Regions from separate parts of the Mus musculus genome. Here region 2 is linked to region 1. The links are chromatin contacts, called in public Hi-C maps. All regions are on one chromosome and are shown on one strand. The core of a region is the stretch at or near the end of the contact, and the rest is flanking DNA. Distances in the headings are between cores, read along the strand shown.

Region 1 (3,693 bases), core at 406-2,905:
CTTTGACTCTGAGGCAGGGATTAGGAGCTCCTTAGCTCCCGGATGCGTAACAGTATCTCTAGGCTGCACTGCAAAGCCACCAGGAAGGTGAGTTAAGAAGCTGCCATAATCATCTGTGTGAGACAGGACACAGAGCAAGCCCCAAGCAGTAGCAGCAGGAAGCGTTCAGAAATGCTCAGGACGGATATAGTAAAGATGGAGGGACACAGGCTGGCAGTTGGGGCCATTTGCAGTGTGACTTAAGGTACCAGGAAGTCCTCCTGTCAAGATTTGGAATTTACACAATTCTTGAAAATCCGAAGGGAAAATGCTGTCCAGGGAATGATAAAGCTTTACACCTGACAGGTTTTTAGCTATTGAAGTGGAAATGGCCAATCAAGCAGGCTGTTGGGTGGCGGTTTGGGGAAGGGTTTGGAGTTTTTGTTTGCTTTGATCACTTGTTTGGGGTCTTGTTTTCTTTCTTTTGTTACGTACGTTTATTTGTTTGTTTGTTTGTTTGTTTGTTTAACACAAAGTCTTAAATGTATCTCAGGTCTGCTGTGAATTTCTCAGCCTCCAGTCTCAGCTTCCTGAGTTTTGGGATTACAAACCGGAGCCCTTGAGTCCAGCCCAAGTGGGCAGCTAACGGGAACTGGAGGTGTGGCTTAAGGAAGTTTGAACAGAAACTAACTATTCACACCTAGGAAACCCCTGTCTCTGGCAGGCAGGTGAGGTGAAGGCACAAAGTGAGAATAGGCCTGGGAGAGCCAGGCCTGGTCACCCCATCTGCTGTCCAAGGACTAAACACACACACACACACACACACACACACACACACACACACACACACACACACACACACACAGAGAGAGAGAGAGAGAGAGAGAGAGAGAGAGCTTTCCTGTCTCACACTCAGAGCCCTGGATAAGAAGTGGGGCATGGCTGAAAGCCTATACAAACTCTGTTACCTCGTCAAGGAAAGAGTAAAACAAGAAGAAAGCGGCGGCTTCATCTGGCTTCCGGTGCTTGCTCGCTTTTCCCTTTCACTAAAAAGTGGACAACAGTTAATCAAGGGATCAAGTAAATTTGGTAGCTATGGCAGGGACACAGACCTCCTGGGAAAGGAAAGACGAAATTAGAATGAAATTATTCCCCTGGGTTGTCCTGGGCTCCTCAAACCACGAACAAAATGTAATTAGGGCAAAAATGTTTTTGGAAGGAAGTTAGCAAACAGAGAAGGCCTTCTTAGATGTAATGATGACAGTTCTGAAGTTCTGTAATTCCATTAACCAAAAACTGTCTATGTGAAAAGTTATGAGGTTTAATGGCCCCAGAGAAGCAGTGCACACAGTGCTGGGGAGGGAGGGGCCGAGAGTAACATGTCTACTGCTCCAGAGACTTGCTCTCTAGCATCTAACTATACCATATATATATATATTATGAAATTTTTGTGTAACGTGACATATCTGTCTTGTTTTATTGCACCAGATGGAGAAAACACAACAATATTTGGGGGGGGGGGGACATTTCCTGTCTTTTTGTACTTAACATAAAAAGGTACTTTATGACTATTTTTTTCCAGCATATTTTCTCCTCCTCTGGGGATCTTGTTTAAAACCTTAAAGCCTCCATTTGCCAGAAGTCTTTGAATCATCCCAGTACTGTCTTCCTATCTCTCTGAAAGCAAGGCCGGCTGCGTTTGCTCCATCAGTGAGACTCGTGCTTCACAAGCTGCAGAGGACAGCGGCAACAGCAAACGGCTTCTTTCCTCCTTCTTTTAATCTAGGAGAAACGCAAGCTTAAAACACTTAGTATTTATGGGCCATTGATTTTATTTTTTACTACCCCAGTTAACCATGTCTTTTCTTTGCCGCTTGTCCAGAGGGACTCTCCTCACCCAAGGCTAGATCAGAGAAGCTAAAGGAGAGACTTCCTCATCTCTGTCTCATCTCTCACCTCCCTCCAAAGCAGTTCACAATAAAGAGAACTCACTCCCACATCCTGATCGCTGCTCTTCTTTGATCTTCCCCATCATTTTCTTATTAAAAACAACTGCTCTCTTGCCACCGCCCGCTGCCGCCAGTTGCAAGTTGTCTGAGTGACTATTTTCATCCTTAAATTTTTAATTTTGAAAATCAAGTCATATATTAGAGCTATTATGGTGGTAAATACAATATCCTTACTTGAAAACGAGGGTTAATCTATGGAGAACAACCTATTAATTTCCCACCAGCTAGAAAGGACTAAAATGCTACTTTCTGATTTTAGTTAGGTCTTTGGTTTCCAAGTCTGTCTCTTCCTGTCTCAGTCACACCACCCCACATGCTTTCCTGGGCTAGTTCTTCCATTGAATGGTAATTACAAATTAGCAAGCATTAAACTTCATTCCTATCAGCATCGTTTTTAAAACTGCATTCTGTAACAAGTCCTGAAATTCCAGCCAATGATGCAATACACCACCAAATTCCAATGAAGCAAAAATAATTTGAACAAACCCTCAGACTTCATAGTTTGGGAATTTTATTCCTAAAACAGACATATTTCATTAAGTCAAATAAACCAGTCATGTAACTTAACAAAAAATATTAACACACACACCAAAAAAAAAAAATGTTTACAAGCCCCTACTTTAAATTGTGTACCCAAAGACGGCAGTCAGAGTTGGTGGGAAGGGAGGCACTAAGATTGCCCCAGGTTGAAAAACTGAACAGAGCAGACTTATTACAAAATTCTTTTATTTTCTTTTTAAGCCTCTTCTACAAGTTTGTGGAGAATGTATTCACTCACAATTCGTTAGGTCCTTCCCTTTTTCTGAACTTGAGCGGCCTACAGCCAGTGACATAGTCCCCTTAGAATCATCTTCAAGTAAATGTCCTCCTTCCTGTGGCCCTGTCAGGCTGGATCAGGGGCTGCTGCTGCACTGGGGACTGTGTGCAGCACAATTCTGGCTTTTCCCTGCTGGCATCTGCATTCAGGAAGGGAAAGACCCACTCTGCTTTGTTCAGCAATTTTTATTTATTTATTTATTTATTTTGAGACAGTTTCTCTGTGTAGCCCTGGCTGTCCTGGAACTCCCTCTGTAGACCGCGCTGGCCTCGAACTCAGAAATCCGCCTGCCTCTGCCTCCCAAGTCCTGGGATTAAAGGCGTGCACCACCACTTCCCGGCCAGCGTTGTGTTCTAAGTACCTGGCAAACACTGGATTCCTATTAAATACTTAATAAATTAACAAATTGACATACTAAAATTGATAGGAATGTTGCTTCTTCTTTTGTCTTTGGCACAAACAAGCCAGCAGCAAGAAACAAAGCCAACGACAAATTCTGTTTTTTATTCAGTCTTCTGAAGGAGTCTCCAGAGGGAACAGCTGACTTTGGCACCCCGGTCAGGTGCTAGCTGTTTAATCTTAGATAACTAAATCTCATTTCTTTTCCTATAAAATAGGTATAGCAAACCTCCCTTTTGGGCTGTTTTAGGATGAAATATGTGCACCTAACATACATAGTTACTCTACAAATGAATTTGTCATTAGTTCATGAAGGATTTTGAGGACCACCTACAGGTAACTATGGATGCCAAGATAAATAGACCCAAGTTTTTTCTCCTTATGTCTCTTGCCCAAACACAGAACAGAGCAGTGCAGGTAGCAACATAGCTAGAAAAAGGGATACAATTCAAATAGAAAGTAACATGATGAAAGACTCTGAAGTCTGAA
Region 2 (3,693 bases), core at 894-3,393, 350 kb before region 1:
ATAGGTCACTAGGGTGACATAACTAATTCTGAGGCAGATGGTAATGTAATAACTAATATCAAGTAGGTTTTTACTTGGGCACAGATGGCTTATCTTTGCCAATGCCTATAGAATTGGTTGCATGTCTTCTGAGTGAATAATAATTCAATAACTTGAAGAAAGCTGAAGTTCTACCCTTTACCAAGGGCTTTTATTGATTCTCCTGGAAGGCTCACATACTGATTATAGTCAGAGCCTCGAGGTGAGTGCAAGGAAGAATTGAGAACTCTGTGGACAATAAGTGGTAGATGGCATCAAAGATGCTCCCAGTGAGCCCTACCTTCTGGTGTTTGTGAAGTGTGCAACTCTCTTCCTCTAAGCAGAGATTTTATCTGGCCACACACCTCTACTTCTAACTAGTTAAATATGAAGAGAGAGACAATGAATACTTCCAAGAAGAGGGTTGAAAGTGACCATGGCCTCTGTCTTGTTTGTCCTTCTTTCAACCCAGACTTCTCTGCAGGGAGCCAATTTTGAAGTTGGCCAGTAGAAAAGCCTGTTCTGTGGAAAACATCTACTGTAAAACAGCAAGTACCTAAGATCCTCAGTATAGCAACCTCAGAGGAGCTGAAACCTTGTGTGTGTGAGTGTATACACACACACACACACACACACACACACACACACACACACACACGCATTGACATGAGTATGTCTCCTTTCAACCTGAATCATATTTGCAGCAACTTAGTTTTATTTTACTTTTAAGGGCCCTACTGAAATATTTTTGAGATAACTAAAATGAAGAGAATTCTAATATAATCTAAGTTTCTTATACTAGTTTCAACTTATACAGCAAAGGCAATCTTTCATTTCTTTATGGTTGCTTAGCTCCCCCATGGATAGTTTAGATGTACTGTATATCAGCAAGAGCTTTGGTTTTTGGCGTTGACAGAGAGGAGGACAAAGCACTATTTTCAAAAACGTGATTCAGTCAAAATTTGCAGTGCTTTGTTCACTTCCTAAAGACACCCTCACTTAGGAAATGTGTATCAAGAAACACAGTTATGTTAAGACTTTGAAAGTGTAGACACAAAGAAAGAATATTTAGTGAAACTGGAATTTTCTCTGCGAGGAAACCCAACAGAATGGATGAGAAGACCTGAAGGGTTCTTGAAAACAGAGCAAGAGAATCTTCCAAAGTAGAGGAAAGACTTTCAGAACATTCCCACTTGGGCCTTTACCCACTGTGATGAACGAGCTATCTGCTTAAGAGAAATGCTGTGGCCATCAAGTCCATTGGATGCTCCTGACAATTAGATGTCTGTCTCCATTTGAACTACTCTACTATTTTTTTTTTCCAAACAAAAAACTCTGACATCTTATTCTGCTCATTGGTGCAGGATTAAATTAAGGGGAAGATTTCCTTCTGGTCATCTTCCCTTACTTGACAGCTGCTCCCCTGACTTGGGACCACTGATGAGCAATTGATGATTTTTAATAAGAATCCACCAAATCAAGTGTTTTTTTTTTTAAGTTTCCTAAATGACTATCCTTATTTTCAAAGTAATCAGTGTTACCTGGACTTTATACTTTTCTGAGGCCTCCATGTGCGCTGAGATTATCAAAAGGAGGAGAAAGATGGACACAGAAGCTCAAGAAGAATCATTTCCCATTTCCAAGAGTGGTTAGGAGAGGAGGAAGTAGATCCTATGGGCCAATGTAGCCCATAATAGAAAGGGTTAGGTTTGGGTTATGGTTATGACACTGCCTAGAATAGAAAGCTATTTGTGGGCGGGTTGTTTGTGATATATCATCTTCCCTACCCACCTGAGAATGAATGATGCACATCAGCTACCAAATTCCATTACACACGCAAAACTCAGCTTTTCTCTGCCCTTTCTTCTCTTTCTTGCTACCAATACCCCAAAGCCAGGACTCAAGGCTTCTAGACACCACCAGATGAGTCAAGGTACTGCGGCCCAGACAAAGTAAGCATTGGCTCTGTCACCACACAGACACGAAGGCATCCGAGAAACCACAGCCCTCTGGCTCCCCTGCCCCTGCCTTCTTAATCAAACTGATGCAGAGGGTGTGTACAGAACTCATTCAGGGCGCACAAAAAGCACGCTGTTAAAATGCCTCGCAGCAGTTGGCCTGCAGAAAGGCCCATTGAGCTGTGATTCACTGAGGAAAAGGAAGGGTCCGAGGGCAGCCAATCAAAGCCTGACCCGAGAAGCTTGGCTCTTACAGGAAGCAGCCTAATTATGTTACTGTAATCCCCGGGTTTGCATTTTTCAGCCACCTCACAGACTTCAATGATTATGTAATTACGGAAAACTTCACAACAAACACGGAGATTCCTTCTGGAGGCCACATTGGAGACTGAAATGTGCATTAGAGTGTGGGAGGAACGCACACAGCTCACAAAGGGGAGAGCAAAGAGATTTATTGAACTTAAAAGGCCACATTTTAAAAGGGCCTCTACCAGACCTCCCTTTTCGTGTGCACATTTTTTGCACCTGCAACTGTTTGTGGGCTCGAGAGCAATAGCCCTCCCCCCTTTTCCCAAGAGACCACACTTTAATGCCTTGGCCCCAAATGTGTCATTTTCCTGCCAGGGGGGGAGAAATCAAAAGAAACCAAGTTTTTAGAACTTTGCTGTAAAGAAAATAATAGTTCTGAGAAGGATTGGAGCCACATTTTCAGGTTAGACACAGTTGTTAGAGAGATGTCAGAAGAGAAAACCTCCCTCTTCACTTTCCTTCCCGACTCTAAGTTCTGTGTTTCCATGGGTTCTGGGTGACATCTGTAGCATCCATTTTAGTGTGGGCTGCAGCAGGCTTTTGACTCTGAAGCATGTAACTGAACTCAGACCACAATGTTCAAAGTCAAGACAGCAAATGGACCTTTCTGATTCTTCCCAGAGAAGATGCCATATAAATTATTTCCATTAAAACAAACCTTTGATACCATAAGTGAATTGTGGAATTTTGGTAATGATGCTCATGAATGAAGTGCTGACAACTGGTCTTGCTTTAGATGGTGTTTGTGGGTAGGGCCCGGGTGAGAGCAGGGATCAAAACTCAGTTTTGGCCATCGATCCACTTCCTCCCTCCCCCACCACCCACCTCATATATTGAGATGAAAGTTAGGGCACAAAGTCTCGTTTAAATCATTATGAACTGTTGCATTCAAAGAGGCATCTGTGAACTTTTATAAGATTGGCCACGATTTGCCCAATTATTTCTCCATTCTCTATACACAGAATAGAAAGTTCCAGATCAAGGGTCACAATTGAAACAAAAATCCTCATGTACATATGAGCTAGAATGCATTACTAAATAAAAAATACAACAGAGCCCTTCCATGCATATAATAGCAAAAGCATGAACTTGATCAAATAGATGAGAGGAACAGATGTAGTAGGTCAAGTATACTTAGCTTGCGTTGGTATAACATGGAAGATACTGAAGATCTTCCCCATGGAATGAATCTTCAACCTTAAAGACATAGGATTCTCATACATCTTGTAAAATGCTAGTGAGTCACACAGTCAGATAGCTGGAGGCTCTTAGAAATAAGATCTATTCATCTCACTGGAGAGAAATAAATTATTGTCTCAGAGAAAGAGTTCTTTTGCTTTTCATTACATGGCTCAATCCAGTTTTGAAACAGGTTTAGGTACCATGGAACACACCTAATATATTCTTT

Evidence for each region. Hi-C and Micro-C count contacts between places; a contact is called where the count stands out from the background.
Region 2: a contact with region 1 is called in a Hi-C map of uterus, with 5 times the contacts expected there. The contact joins two enhancer-like sites. A contact is called at or near these places in 10 of 39 promoter capture datasets (the 3T3-L1 cell line, 3T3-L1-derived adipocytes, the C10 cell line and 5 more), 4 of 484 Hi-C or Micro-C datasets (embryonic fibroblasts, reprogramming fibroblasts and uterus) and 4 of 115 datasets of contacts at active chromatin or transcription factors (astrocytes, bone marrow-derived macrophages, embryonic forebrain and 1 more).

The regions. Positions count from the first base shown.
Region 1 is chr10:44,532,718-44,536,410 of GRCm38.p6, reverse strand. No RefSeq gene overlaps it. Among named protein-coding and RNA genes, the nearest start is that of Gm35154, 64 kb to the left of the region's middle. Within about 2 kb of position 1,655, at least 7 of the 459 cell types and tissues checked have an H3K27ac peak or open chromatin away from gene starts, as enhancers often do. A contact at or near this core is called in uterus, where this site is marked.
Region 2 is chr10:44,885,936-44,889,628 of GRCm38.p6, reverse strand. No RefSeq gene overlaps it. Among named protein-coding and RNA genes, the nearest start is that of Gm40638, 55 kb to the left of the region's middle. Within about 2 kb of position 2,143, at least 56 of the 459 cell types and tissues checked have an H3K27ac peak or open chromatin away from gene starts, as enhancers often do. A contact at or near this core is called in uterus, where this site is marked.